Linked DNA regions of Sus scrofa: region 1 is linked to region 2. A link is a contact called in public Hi-C data. All regions are on one chromosome and are shown on one strand. The core of a region is the stretch at or near the end of the contact, and the rest is flanking DNA. Distances in the headings are between cores, read along the strand shown. Region 1 has its middle 14 kb from the start of ABCC1. Region 2 overlaps ABCC1 (multidrug resistance-associated protein 1).

The links. Hi-C and Micro-C count contacts between places; a contact is called where the count stands out from the background.
Region 1: a contact with region 2 is called in a Hi-C map of skeletal muscle, with 5 times the contacts expected there. The contact joins two enhancer-like sites. A contact is called at or near these places in 5 of 47 Hi-C or Micro-C datasets (fetal heart ventricle, heart right ventricle, retroperitoneal adipose tissue and 1 more) and 2 of 2 datasets of contacts at active chromatin or transcription factors (alveolar macrophages and skeletal muscle).

Annotation. Positions count from the first base shown.
Region 1 is chr3:28,483,932-28,490,374 of Sscrofa11.1, forward strand. No RefSeq gene overlaps it. Among named protein-coding and RNA genes, the nearest start is that of ABCC1, 14 kb to the left of the region's middle. Within about 2 kb of position 1,895, at least 21 of the 83 cell types and tissues checked have an H3K27ac peak or open chromatin away from gene starts, as enhancers often do. A contact at or near this core is called in skeletal muscle, where this site is marked.
Region 2 is chr3:28,394,203-28,401,664 of Sscrofa11.1, forward strand. It overlaps ABCC1 (multidrug resistance-associated protein 1), which reads right to left. Exons shown (of 30, transcript XM_021086560.1): 18 at 6,025-6,208. Among named protein-coding and RNA genes, the nearest start is that of MIR7135, 26 kb to the left of the region's middle. Within about 2 kb of position 5,444, at least 10 of the 83 cell types and tissues checked have an H3K27ac peak or open chromatin away from gene starts, as enhancers often do. A contact at or near this core is called in skeletal muscle, where this site is marked.

The DNA.
Region 1 (6,443 bases), core at 645-3,144, 86 kb after region 2:
GTGGGTTAAGGATTCAGCACTGCTGTGAGCTGTGTGGTGTAGGTCAAAACGTGGCTCTGATCCTGCGTTGCTGTGGCTGTGGTGTAGGCCAGCAGCTACAGCTCCGATTCAACCCCTGCCTGGGAACTTCCATATGCACACATGCGGCCCTAAAAAGCAAAAAGCAAAAATTAATTAATTAATTAAAATATAAATAAAATAAAATAAAATGTCTCCAGAGGGAGTTCCCCATTGGTCAAGCAATTAGGATTCTGTGCTTTCACCTCTGCAGCCCGTATTCAATACCTGGGATCTGGGAACTGAGATTCCACATCAAGCTTCTGCATGCCACAGCCAAAAAAAAAAAAAGAAGTCTCCAGAGATTGCCAAATATCCCCTCGGGGGGGGGGGAGCGCCCCCATTACCCTAAGGCAGTGACCTTGCCAGGCCTCAGTTTCTTCCCCTGTGAAATGAACCTAATTCTCGACACACTTACTATAGAATGACTGGGAAGATGAAATGAAATGACCCAGAAAGTTCCAGTTTCAGTTCTTGGCCAAAAGACTCATCAACAAACATAAGTGCAAGGATTCGTTCATTCACGCGTCCCATCATACAGTGAAGGAATAGTCAGTACCTATCTCAAGCCAAGCTCTGGGCTCATCATGGGGAAACGGGGGTAAACCCAGCACAGACGCCGGCCCTCCTAAGACGCTCGGTCCACTAACGTGGTAAGGTCACACATCATAGCCTAACTGCAAAGGGCAACGCGAGCTCTGGAGGGGAAAGGCAAGGAGGCAGACATCATCAGGGTGAGGGTCTGGGAAGGGTTGGGGGCCGCCAGCCGTGCAGGGCTCGGGGGAAGCATGCCCAAGGCCAGAGGAAGAGACCCACGTGCCTGTCCGCCTTTCCAGAAATGGAGACTAAGAGAAGGGGGGAGACAAAGGCAAAGGCAAATAAATAAATACAAACAATAGCAACAGCTACAAAGCCTGGGAACCCTGGAGCCAGCGGGTCTGGGTTTGAATCCAGCAACCGCTGCCCACGTGGCTCTTGACCTTCAGATGACCTTTAGCTCATCTCTCCCACCCTGGCCCCTCGTCTGCAAAACAGGACTAATAATGGACCTACTACGTGGATGGCAAGGGTGAGCGCTCAGCATGCCTGGAGGGGCCTCTTGGCTGGTGGGAGGTGGTGGCGGCAAGGGAGGGGGATCGGGCAGGCACAGAACTGGCTTCTGCCTCGGCACCAGCAGCCCAGTAAAGGATGCAAACCCAGGAGATGGGAACTCAGGCTAGTAAGCGTGCTAATAGCAATAATAAACAGCAGATCTTACAGAGCCCTGACTGTAGCGCCAGACACAGTATTCCAGGTTTACTGCGTGTCATTCCGTTTCATCATCATGACCCAGCTAAGGTGGGTTCTTCTTCCCATTTTACAGGGAGAGTCACAGAGGCAGAAGGAGCCAAAAAGACTTGCCATCAGGTACCTGGCAAGCCTGGATTTGAACCCAGAGAGGCAGGTTCCAGGGCCCAGGCCAACTTCCCAGCAAAGGGAAAGAAGGTCTGCAGGACACATGGAGGACCAGGCCCGCTGTGGAGGGCTCGGGGTGGGCACGGAGGTGACAGGCCAGTTGGTAAAGCCCGGATTTGGAACTGTCCTGGCTGCGAGACCCCCAGTAAAGGGAAGCTGAGAAAGAGAACGCTGGGAGGCCCAAGTGAGCTCAAGGGGAATTGCTGGGCTTCTGGCTGGCCATTCATCCTGTTGACAGAGGCGGCAGGGGGCCTCCACTGCTCCACGGAGTCCTGGAAGAGATCCCGGCCGGGGCTGAGGCCGCCCGCCCGTCACAGCACTGGGACACGGTGGCGGTGCCAGCATCCCGCTGTGGGCAGAGCTGCAGCCTTCGCTCACGCTCTGACTCACCAGCGCTAAGAATAAAGCCCAGGAGCACGGCGGAGGGGGCAGGGCAGTGCCCAGGCCTTCCCCCCAGTGCCCGGGCGGCCCTGACCCTGCCCAGGCAAAAGCACTGAACCCGCACACCCAAAGTGCAGATTCGGACACTCTGGTGGGAAAAGGGACAGGGGTGACCTGCAAAACGAAGACCCCTGCCTGAGCAGGACTTCCAGGGCTGGGAAGAAAACAGCCACGGCTGCCCATCACAGGGGTCTGCGTGCCAGCAGTAGGCAGCCTGCTCCGGCCTGCCCCACCCCAACCTGCCCAGAGAGCACCGTGTGGCAGGGTCACCAGGGCCCTTCCCCACAGAGCACACACGTGTCCTCGCATTCTCCATCCAGCCCTGACCACTCTGCCAACTCCTTTCCTCTTATCCAACTCTGGAGCTTCACCAGGTCCTCCATCTGGTCACACGGCAGGGACATGTGAGGGGTGAGGCATGTGCCAGGCACAGGAACACGCCTGGGGACACAGCGGAAAACAGAAGGGACAGCACCTATCCATACACTGAGTGCCACTCCCAGGTGCTGGGGACCCAGCGGTGAACTGCAGGACAAAGGGCCTGCCCTCCTGGAGCTGACAATATGATGAGAGAAGACAGAGTCAACTAGAGGAAATATATATGTACACGTAAGGTATATACTACATAAAATAAATATAGTGTGTGTGTGTGACAGATGATAAAAAAGGAGGAGACCTTGGAGTTCCCACTGTGCTCAGTGGGTTAAGAGCCGGACTAGTTTGGAGTTCCCACTGTGGCTCAGTGGAAACAAACCCAACTGGTATCTATGAGGATGTGGGTTTAGATCCCTGGCCTTGCTCAGTGGGTTAAGGATCCGGTGTTGCCGTGACCTGTGGCCCAGGTCGCAGACATGGCTCAGATCTGGCGTTGCTGTGGCTGTGGCACAGGCCCACAGCTACAGCTCCGATTCAACCCCTGGCCCAGGAACTTCCACATGCCATGGTGCAACAGTGAAAAAGAAAAGATGGGGTAGGGGGGTAGAAGGCCTTACTATGCAGGCTTGAAGGAAACAAGGGAGTAAGCCAATTGCCCAAGTGGGGAAAGAATCTGAGAGAGGAGTGCTCCAAGTGGAAGACACAGCCAATGCAAAGGCTCTGGGGCAGTAACACGTCTGGCCTTTGGGAGCAATAATGGAGAGGCCACGTGCTTCAAGAGTAATGGGAGATAGAGTTGGGGAAGAAGGTGGGAGACAGAGAACAGACTGTGCAGGACTCACAGGCCATTGAAGAGAGGTCTGACCTTCCCTCAGAGTGACATGGACACTGTGGATTGGATGTGTCATCCTCTGCTTTGTGCTTTCAGACAGTGGTTCTCAATCAAAGGCAAGTTTTCCCCAGGGAGACATCTGACAATGAATGTCGGGAGACATTTTTGGTGTCACTGCTGGAGTGGGACTGGAGGTTATGCTATGGGCGTTTTGCAGGTGGCATCCACAAGGCAGAGGAAAGCCCCCCAAGAGAGGACTGCTGGGCCCCCAAAGGTCAATAGTGCTGAGACTGAGAAACCTATTTTAAGAGAATTCCTGCCCTTACAAGTCTAGAGACCTTATTCCCCTAACACATTCCTTAGGCAGCTCATCACATAACACTGGGCAGCAACTAAGCCTCTGTTTCTGCATCTGCACAGTGAGAACACTAATGAGATGATGTAAACACGCACCTAATGAAGCATGAGTCAGAGCACACAGTAGGTGGTCAATAAATACCACTGCAATCATTGTTATTACTGCCAGATCCATCCCTTGCCATGTTCCTTCCACCTCTCAGGCCCCACCAAATGATTCTTTCTTTCACCCAACGAAGATGTTCTGAGCCCCTGCTATGTGCTGTGCTGGCCAGAACCCCCACAAATGTCCCCACCCCGATCCCCAGAATAAGTGAGCATGTCACCTTCCATGACACAAGGGACTTTGCAGATGCAGTTCAGGTGAGGACCCTGAGATGGCAGATCAGCCTGGACTGCCCCAGGTGGGCCCCACAGACTCGCAAGGGAGGCAGGAGGGCTGGAGGCAGAGGCAGAGCAGGAGATGTGATAACAAAGGCAGAGGTCAAAGTCATGCAGGGCCACCAGTCAAGGAACTCAGGTGGCCTCTAGAAGCTGGAAAAGGCCAAGGAACGGATGCTCCCCAAGAGCCTCCAGAAGGCAGGCCAGCAATGCATTCAGACCTTCTGGCTCCAAGTGGACAAGAGAATAAATCTGTGCTGCTTGAAGCCAAAAGTTTGCAGTGACCTGTTACAGCAGCCACAGGAAACTGATACAGCAGAGAGCCAGCAGGAGACAAGGGCTGGCGGTGCCCCCAGTGAACTGACACTCCTGCAGGTCCCCCGACCCTGCTGCAGGCCAGGGCCCTGCCCCGTTCTGCCCTCAGCCGGCTTTGAATCAAGCTTTGCCCCGGAGCACCGACTCCGTGAGGCCCTGAGTTCTGCTGGCCCAGCAGGGGAGCTGCTTACGAAATGCTTTTGAATGACAGGAACTGGGAACAACGGAAAATACGCATTTTACAATTTCATTTTAATAGGTAACACGTGACTCAAATTTACATACATATATATGTATATGCATTTATATATACGTGTGTATGCATGTGTGTACATATGTGTGTGCATATGTTTGCTGCACATGTGTGTGTAAGTACATGGGTGTATATATGTACATGTGTGTATACATCCACGCAAATACAGACGTACATGTATCTACGTAAAGGCCAACAGTAAAACGTCCCTCTGCCGCCCTCTTCCCCACAAGACGGCCCCTCTGCGAGGTCCCTGCCACCTGCCACTTGGGTGGCTGCCCATCTTTCGCAATTCCAAACAATGACACAATGACTCCTTAAGCTAAAGAAAACACCGACAGCCTGACCCAAAGCCCGACAGGGCTTCACTTAACCACTCGTATGAGGGCGGAAAACAAGGCGTGAGGTTCAGCGTGATTACCTGGAGGACGCGCAACCAGAATCACAAAAACAGAGATAAACGCTGACCCAGTGATGCCTGTAGCCTTTCACACCCAAAGGGAATGAGGTGGGTCTCCGAGAGGTACCTGTGCCCCACATTCACTGCAGCACTAGTCACCACAGCCAAGACATGCAAACAATGAAATGCCCGTGGAGGGATGAATGGATGAAGCAAACCTGACACACACACACACAGACACACACACCACACAGAATTACTCAACAGTACCTAAAGGAAATCCTGCCAGGTGCGACAACACGGATGAACCCTGAGGGCATTACGCGGAGTGAGATGTCCCTCAAAGACAAACAGCGTCATGTTCGCATTGCTTTGTGGAATCCCAAGGAGCCAAACTCGAGGAAACAGGAGAATGGCGGCTGCCAGAGGCTGGGGGGTGGCAGAAACGGGGCGATGCGGTCAAAGGGGACCAACCTCTGGTTAGAAGCTGAATAAGTTATATTCAACATATAGCATGGGGGCTGTAATAAATAACACTGTACCGGACGCTTGAAAACTGTTAAGAGGAGGGAAAAAAAATTATCACCACAACACAGAAACAAAAAAAGGTCATGAGGAGTTCTTGTTGTAATGCCCTGGGTTAAGAATCTAACTGCGGCGGCTTGGATCGCTGCGGAGGTGTGGGTTGAAGGATCTGGCATTGCCACAGCTGCAGTGTAGGTCACAGCTGTGGCTCGGATTCAGTCCCTGGCCGGGGAACTTCCATATGCCATGGGTGCGACCACGGGGGGGGGGGGGGATGTGAGGGAACGGAGGTGTTAACTAACCTTACTATGCTAATTATTTCACATGAGACACAGGTATCAAATCATCACGCCATACAGCTTAAAATTCACATACACTGTATGTCAGGAATATTTCAATAAAGCTACAGGAGAAATCAGTAAATAAAGGAGTAAACTCCTGGAGGTTTATAACTCTATAAATACTATAATTTTCTTATATAACGTTTCCTTTTTTGGCCACGCCCACAGCACGTGGAAGCTCTCAGGCCAGGAACCAAACTCGCGCCACAGCAGCAACCTGAGCCACTGCAGTGATAACACCAGAATCTCAACCCACTGCACTAAAAGAACTGCTATAATGTTTTTTGTTTTTTTGAGTTTTTTTGGCCACACTCGTGGCATGTGGAAGTTCCTGGGCCAGGGATGCAACCTGTGCCATAACAGCAACCTGAGCCACTACAAGGACAAAACTGGATCCCTTTTGAGGGGGGGGACACACCCTCGGCATATGGAGGTTCCCAGGCTAGGGGATGAATCAGAGCTATAGCAGCCCGCCTACACCACAGCCACAGCAATGAGGGATCTGAGCCCTGTCAGCAATCTACACCACAGATCGTGGCAGCACTGGATCGTTAACCCACTGATCGAGGACAGGGATCAAACTTGCGTCCTCATGGATACCAGTCAGATTTGTTTCTGCTGAGCCACGATGGGAAAGCCCAAAACCGGATCCTGAGCCCACTGTGCCACAAGGGAATTCCAGAACTCCTAAAATGTTTAATCTTTTTTTTT
Region 2 (7,462 bases), core at 4,194-6,693:
GAGGCACCTGTGACCCGATGTTAAGAAAAGAAACAGGGGAGTTCCCACTGTGGCTCAGCAGTTACAGACCCGACTAGTATCCATGAAGATACAGGTTCGATCCCTGGCCTCGCTCAGTGGATTAAGGATCCAGCGTTGCCATGAGCTGTGGTGTAGGTTGCACATGCGGCTCAGATCGGGCTTTGCTGGGGCTGTGGTGTAGGTCGGCAGCTGCAGCTCCAATTCAACCCCTAGGCTGGGAACTTCCTATGCCACAGGTGTGGCAAGAAAGGAAGGAAGGAAGGAAGGAAGGAGGGAGGGAAGGGAGGGAGGAAGGAAAGAGGGAGAGGAGAATTGACAACAAAAAACACACCTCAGGACCCTCCTCTTTTCAAGGACATAGTCCCAGACGATTAAGACAGGTGGCAAAGAGGCCAAATGCTGACGCAGCTCCCTCTGGGCGATGGGAGAGCAGAAGGATGTTCCTTGGTGGTTCTTAGTGCTTTTCTAGTTTGCAACTGTCTACAAGGTGCATGTACTGATTTTATAATCAGGTCAAAAAATCAGCAAAAATCTGAAAAGGGGGAAAAAATAGTGACAAGGTTGCAAAACAGCTGGAATAAGGTTCTGAAAAGTGGTCACACTGTAGGAATAAAGGTCCTTCTCCCAAGGTGACAAAGGAAAAAGCTGGGCATGACAAGTCAGAGCAAAGTGGGTGTGACACCCTCGGCACCAGACACCATGGCCTGAGGGACCTTCTGCTGCTGGGGCTGGAGCCGGGGTGGGGGGTGGGGGGTTTCTGGGCACTGCAAGGTGTTCAGCCGCATCCTCGGGCTCTACCTGCTAGATGTCAAGAGTGTGCCACCCATCCCCCCAAGTTGTGACAACCAAACACATCTCCGGACATTGCCAAGTGTCCCCAGGAGACACAAATGTTCCCCGTGGAAAAGCGCTGCTCTAGAAAACCCAGTAAAGAAACCAGAGTCAACAGAGACGGTCTATGCCTTCCAGGTACAAAGGTTAACGAACCCGCTCTGTAAATCCCTTGGCCACCCAAAACAAACAGAGTCTCCTTAGAGACACACGATGAATATCCCTGGGGAGGGGTCAGTCTCACCCCACCCTGCACGGAGCCTCGCTGCTGCCTCCACCCCAAGGAGAATGAATCCCCTCCCTAAACCAAACACTGGCCCTTCAGCCTGGGTGTTCTCAAAACGACTTGATTCTTCCAATGAGGAAACAAAAGTTTCCCTTTAGAAGGAGCCAAAAATGTGGTTCAAATAAATCCAAGGTCATTGGCACTTGGCACTGGCTGCACTGAGCAAGACTGGGCCCCGGCGCCAAGCCTTATCGCCGGGCCCCTCCAGAGAAGTGGAAAGAATGGGGAGGGGCGGTTTGATTTCAGACCCAGAGGCAAAGGACCTCTGGGACCTGCCCAGCAGGAGGCTGGGTGGTTAAAGTGGAGGAATGACCCCACAGCAGTGCTAGGGTGATGGATGATATTTTCATCACCAAATTAATTGCCAATGAGCCCACACTAAACAATTTGTTTAGTTGGCAGCATTCCATATTCTGCATAATCGGGATTTGCTGGCGGCTGGGGAGGAAGGGAACACAAAAAGCCCAGCTGTGGCCAACAGGGTGTAAGGACGGTCCCTGCTCAACTGGATAGAAAAGGGCTAGAGAGAGAGAAAGACCTCATTCTGGGAAAGATTCAGTTAAACCCACATGTGTCACTTTAGAAAGCAGAGAGGGTCATTTTTGCCTAAATGCAGCCCACCAAGCAGGCCAGTGAAATACAGGGATCACAAGTTGCCACTTGGGCTAAGAGAAAAATCTGAGGAAGGAGACTATGCAGCAAAGGAAAGCAGGCTAGACTTACAGCAGACTTTCCAACCACAGCAGCATGAACACAGTGGAAACTCATTCCAACCAGGACTTTTTAAATGCTGAAAGGAGCATTATCTATCTCCTGCGGCAAAAGAAAGCACTTTTCAATCCCCTTGGGCCGCAGCAGAACTCTTCATAATAGCCCCAAAGTGGAAACAGCTCGAATGCTTATCACGCAATGAATGGATAAACAAAATGTGGTGTGGGCACACAACGGAACATGACTCAACCATGAGAAGAAATGCGGCTGATGCTTGCTTTTTTTTTTTCCCAGGCGGACCTCAGAAACATCACGTTACGTCAAGAGAAGCCAGTCACAGAGACTTCCCCCTAGAATTCTGTTCACACGAAACGTGCAGAATTAGACAAATCTATACAGAAAGCAGACAAGTGTGATGATCGTTCTGAAATGTCCAGAAATCGAAGTCAGGTTGTGCACCTGGAATTAACAGTGTCGTGGGTCCATTATACTTCAAAAACACACACACACAAATAGCAAAAGAGATCAGATCAGTGGTCACCAAAGGTGGAGGGGCTGAGGGGGAAATGGAGAAAAGTAGCCAAAAGTTCAAACCAGGAGGTCTAAGATGAATAAGCACTAGAGCCAGGATGTACATGGCGAGTGCTGTTCAAAACCACGCTATGTACCTATGAAAGTTAAGCGAGTGAATGCTGAGAGTTCTCATCACAAGGAAAAAAAATGTTTCCTATTTATTTCGTATCCATACGAGATGAGGGATGTTCACCAAACCTACTGAGCCCATCACTTCGTGGCATGTGTTAAGTCAAAACATGATGCTGTGTACCTCAAATTTACACCGTGCTCTTTGCCAATTGTATTCAAAACCAGAAGGAAAAAAAGAAAAGCAAAATAGATGAGTGGCTGCCTAGGATGTGGGGGGCAGGAGAAAATGGGGAGTGACGGCCATGAAAATGTTCTGAAATTGAACATGACGAGGGCCACACAAATAAAAACCTAGAACCGGTGTGTGAATTACATCTCGGTAAAGGGACTGGTTAAAAACCACTAGGACTTCAGCACACTCCGACACGAGGAACGAAGGTGTGGGTTCTCACAGTGGGTCCCCCTCTTCCCAACTTTCAGGAGCTTCCCGCGGCACTGAAAACAAAGCCCAAACTCCTCACCCTGAAGGCTCTGTCCACAGGGTAACCCGCTAACCCCGCCAACCCTGTCTCCTGGCCCTGGCCCACCGCGAAGTGGCCACACTGGCCTCCTCTCTGTTTCTTAAACAGACTAGGCTCATGCTGAGCTGAAGCCTGTGCATCTGCTGTTCCCTGTGTCTCAACACTGTTCCCCATATCTTCTCTTTGCCATCTCTTCCTCAGGTCAACGTCACCTCCCCAAGAGGGCTGAAGTGCCCATACCCCCACCGCCCCCACAGCCCAGGACCCTGCATGCTTTCCTTCGTGCACGTGACACTGTATGAAACCATCTCTATCTGCTGATGGTTCACTGCCTTCTCTCCCTCTAGACTCTGAGCTCAGCGACGGTAGGATTTGCCTGTATCTTGTTCACTTCTGTCTCCCCCGAAACTAGAACAGTCCTGTCATGGGCTGAATGACATCCCCACTGCCACGAAGCAAATCCACATGTTGAAGTCTCACCTCCAATACCTCAGATGTGACTGTATCTGACATAGGGTCTCTGTGAATGTCATTAGTTCAGATGAGGTCATCACCGGGGCCCTAAACCTATGTAGTTGGTGTCCTCACAAAAAGGGGAGATTTGGGGAGTTCCCACTGTGGGTTAAGAAGTGGATGTAGTCTGCGTTGAAGATTCAGGTTCAATTCCTGGCCTTGCTCAGAGGGTTATGGACATGGCGTTGCCACAAGCTGCAGCATAGGTTGCAGATGTGGCCCAGATCTGGTGTTGCCACGGCTGTGGCACAGGCCTACATCTGCAGCTCCAATTCGACCCCTAGCCCGGGAACTTCCATGTGCTGCAAGTTCAGCTGTTTAAAAAGGGGGGGGGGGTTGGAAATGGGCACACACACAGGGAGCACACCAGGTGAAGATGAGCACAGATTGGGGTGATGCTTCTGCAAGCCAAGGAATGCCAGAGATGGCCGGCAAGCCACTTGAAGCTGGGGGACAGGCAAGGAACCCCCACGGCCCTCAGAAAGGACCAATGCCGCTGACACCTTGATCTCAGGCTTCTATCCTCCAGAAACATGAGACAACATATTTCTGAGTAGTTGTTAAGGTACTCAGTTACAGCAGCCCTAAGAAAATAATACAAGTGCTTAACACAGAGTAGGTGCTCAATAAACACCTACTGAAGGACTAAATCAATGAAGAGTAAATAGCTCCTTCTTAGTCACTGGCCTCATTCACACAGACAGGGACCTTCCCACCCCTGGCATAGAAGGAATAGGTTTCTTTCTTTCTTTTTTTCTTCTTGTGGCGCACCTGCAGTACATGGAGGTCCCCAGACTAGGGGTCGCATCAGAGCTGTAGCTGCCAGCCTACGCCACAGCCATAGCAACACAGGATCTGAGCCACATCTGAGACCTATACCACAGCTCACGGCAACACCAGATCCTTAACCCACTGAGCAGGGCCAGGGATCGAACCCGCACCTCATGGTTCTAGTCGGATTCATTAACCACTGAGCCACAACGGGAACTCCTGGGACAGATTTCTTGAAGCCTCAGTTCCTCAGTAAACCACAGTCCTACCTCCCACGCGAGAAGCCATCAGGAAGATTCAATAGGATGACACCTGTCTCTGTTTGTACTTCATCGTGTGTCCACACATCAAAGACAACCTCAGGACTTGCACAACAGGGCAGCCATGCAGCCCCACCCCGGGGTCAGCCTCTCTGAGACCTGTCTGGGGACTCAGCATGTACCAGACTTGCCGCAGCCGCGGGGTGTCTGTAATTAGCTCCTGGGAGCAGGAGCTCAGAGAGGGACAGATGATCTCTCTTCAGTTCCACTCTTTTTAGCAACAGCTGAAACCAAAGCAGACGAGGCATCAGATGACCTCTTCCCTCTCTGCGTGTTAACACAGGTCCAAGCTCCGAGGGGGAAGACCAGCAGAGGACTGGACATAAACCAGGGCAGCCCGGGAAGGCCTCAAGTCACTCCCCTGAATTTTAAACCAACTAATAAGAGATAATAGGACGCTTGGACGCCTCACCCCATTTGCTTCCAATAAAGACAGGGCATGGTCCCAGGCCAGAATCCAAAGGTGCCTCTGGAGTCTGGCCTGGGAGGACAGAGCGAGTGTGGAGACTGGGACGCAGGCAGGCCTGGGCAGACCTGGCAGAGGCCAAGTGCAGAGAAGCAGAAGAGGAGCACTCGGAGTTCTGTTGTGGCTCAGTGGTAACGAACCCAACTAGTGTCCATGAGGACATGGGTTTGATCCCTGGCCTCACTCAGTGGGTTAAGGATAAGGCATGGCTCTGAGCTGTGGTGTAGGCCGCAGACGTGGCTCGGATCCCATGTTGCTGTGGCTGTGGGCCAGGAAATGCAGCTCTGATCTGATCCTAGCCTAGGAACCTCCCTGTGCCTCGGGTGCAGCCCTGCAAAGACATAAAGAAGAGGAGCCCTCTGACCAAGAAAGGAATGACAGCAGTTGTCACTGGCACCATGCCGCAGGCTCCAGGAATCTAGCACATTAAATCTACCCCAAGTGCCAGAAAGTTGGTCCTGTTGCCACACAGCTTTATCAGCAGTGGGCCTGAGGTCCCACAGCTGGGAAGAGCAGCGTCTGGGATTCGAACCCAGGTCCTGCCAACTTCTGCCTGTGTGCTCAGCCACTGGCCCTGGCCTCCTGACCCCTGCATCTGTTCTGGATTAAGGCACACATGCCACTGGCTTCTCTCACAGCCTTTTGGGAGCCAGGACTGTAGTTATCACCATCCACATTTTTCTAGGAAGACCCTGAAACTCAAGAGGCCAAGAGCCACATTCCAGAACAGTACGGAGACTCGTGTCCAGTTTTGCTGACCTGGCCAGAAAGCACCGGGACCCCCCTCTTAATACTGCCCTGGGGGGGTTAAGACAGTCCTTCAAGATGGTTCCTTAAGGGGCCTGGCCCGGCCCCCAGCCCGATGCCTTGATGAGGGCGGCTGGCACAACTGGGGCCATACCAGGAACCACCCACGCCGGAGCCCCACGCGGACCCTACCGTCTTCCGGCTCCCCCTGCTCCTGCTCGGCGCTGGCGTACGTGCGCAGAAACTCGGCGAAGGCGCCGTCCCGGGCCAGCAGCTCCTGGTAGGAGCCCATCTCCGAGATCTTGCCGCCACTCATGACGATGATGACATCTACCTGTGGCAGGTAGCTGAGCCCGTGCGTGACCAGGAGCCGCGTCTGCAGGCAGAGGGGCGACATGGCCGCGTCAGCGCATGCGTGCGAGGGGGACAACCCCCGCCCCCAACCTGAGGGGCAGGACCGGCCCTGGGATGCGAACTCGCAGAAGCAGCTGGATCCGCACGTGCTTTCATTCATCACAAGTGTGCTGCGAGCTGTTGGGCGGCAGGGGCGGCAGCAGGGAGAAGAACAAAGATCCCCGCCCCAGGTTCCAGGGTCGGGGGGTGGAGGGAAATGACCAATGTAAGTAAAACACTGTGTGCCTGATGGTGAGGACATAGCAGCAAAAGGGACGTGATACCAAGGGGCGCGGGGGCAGCAATTTTAACAAGGATGATGGAGGAGCTTATTTTTGAACAAAAATCTGAAGGAAGGCGGGGGGGGGGGAACCACCATGCATGTGTAGAGGAATAAAAGAACAGCACTGCCGCAAAAAAGTGCACCCCAAAAGCTTCGTTTTTTCAAGTTACTCCCCACCAGAATACAAGGTTTGATGGTGCATCTATATTTATCTAACTATCTGGAAGTTTGGGAGGATGTTCACCAACTGTTTACACAAGTTGGCAAACGTTTTCTTAAATGGTTAAACAGTAAATATTTTCAGATTTACGGGGACCTCTGGTCACTGCCAGCTCTGTAGGAAGCCACATACACAAGACATAAACAGATGGGCTGGCTGCATTCCAATAAAACTTTATTTATGGATGCTAATATTTAAATTCATGGCAGTTTTCATATGTCACAAAATATTTTCTTTTCTTCTTCTTACTATTTTTTTTTGGTCTTTTGAGTGCCACACCTGGAGCATATGAAAGTTCCCAAGCTGGGAGTCAAATTGGAGCTACAGCCATAACAATGCCAGACCCAAGGCACATCTTTGACCTATACCACAGCTCACAGCAACGCTGGAACCTTAACTCGCTGAGTGAGGCCAGGGATCAAACCCACGTCCTCATGGATCCTGGTTGGGTTCATTACTACTGAGCCACAAGGGGAACTCCAAAATATTATTTTCTTCAGATTTTTTCCAAGCACTTAGAAACATAAAGACATTTTTAGCTGGTGGGCTGCCTACAAGAAGGAAGCCAGACTTGCTGTCCTGCCTTTTGAGAGAGGAGCTAGTGCTGCAGGATGAGGGTGAATCATTTTTTTAACTTTACATATACTCTTGCACTCTCTGATTTTACTACTATGGGCATTTATTATTTTGATAACAACAACACAATTTTTTGGCTACACCTGTGGCATGCGGAA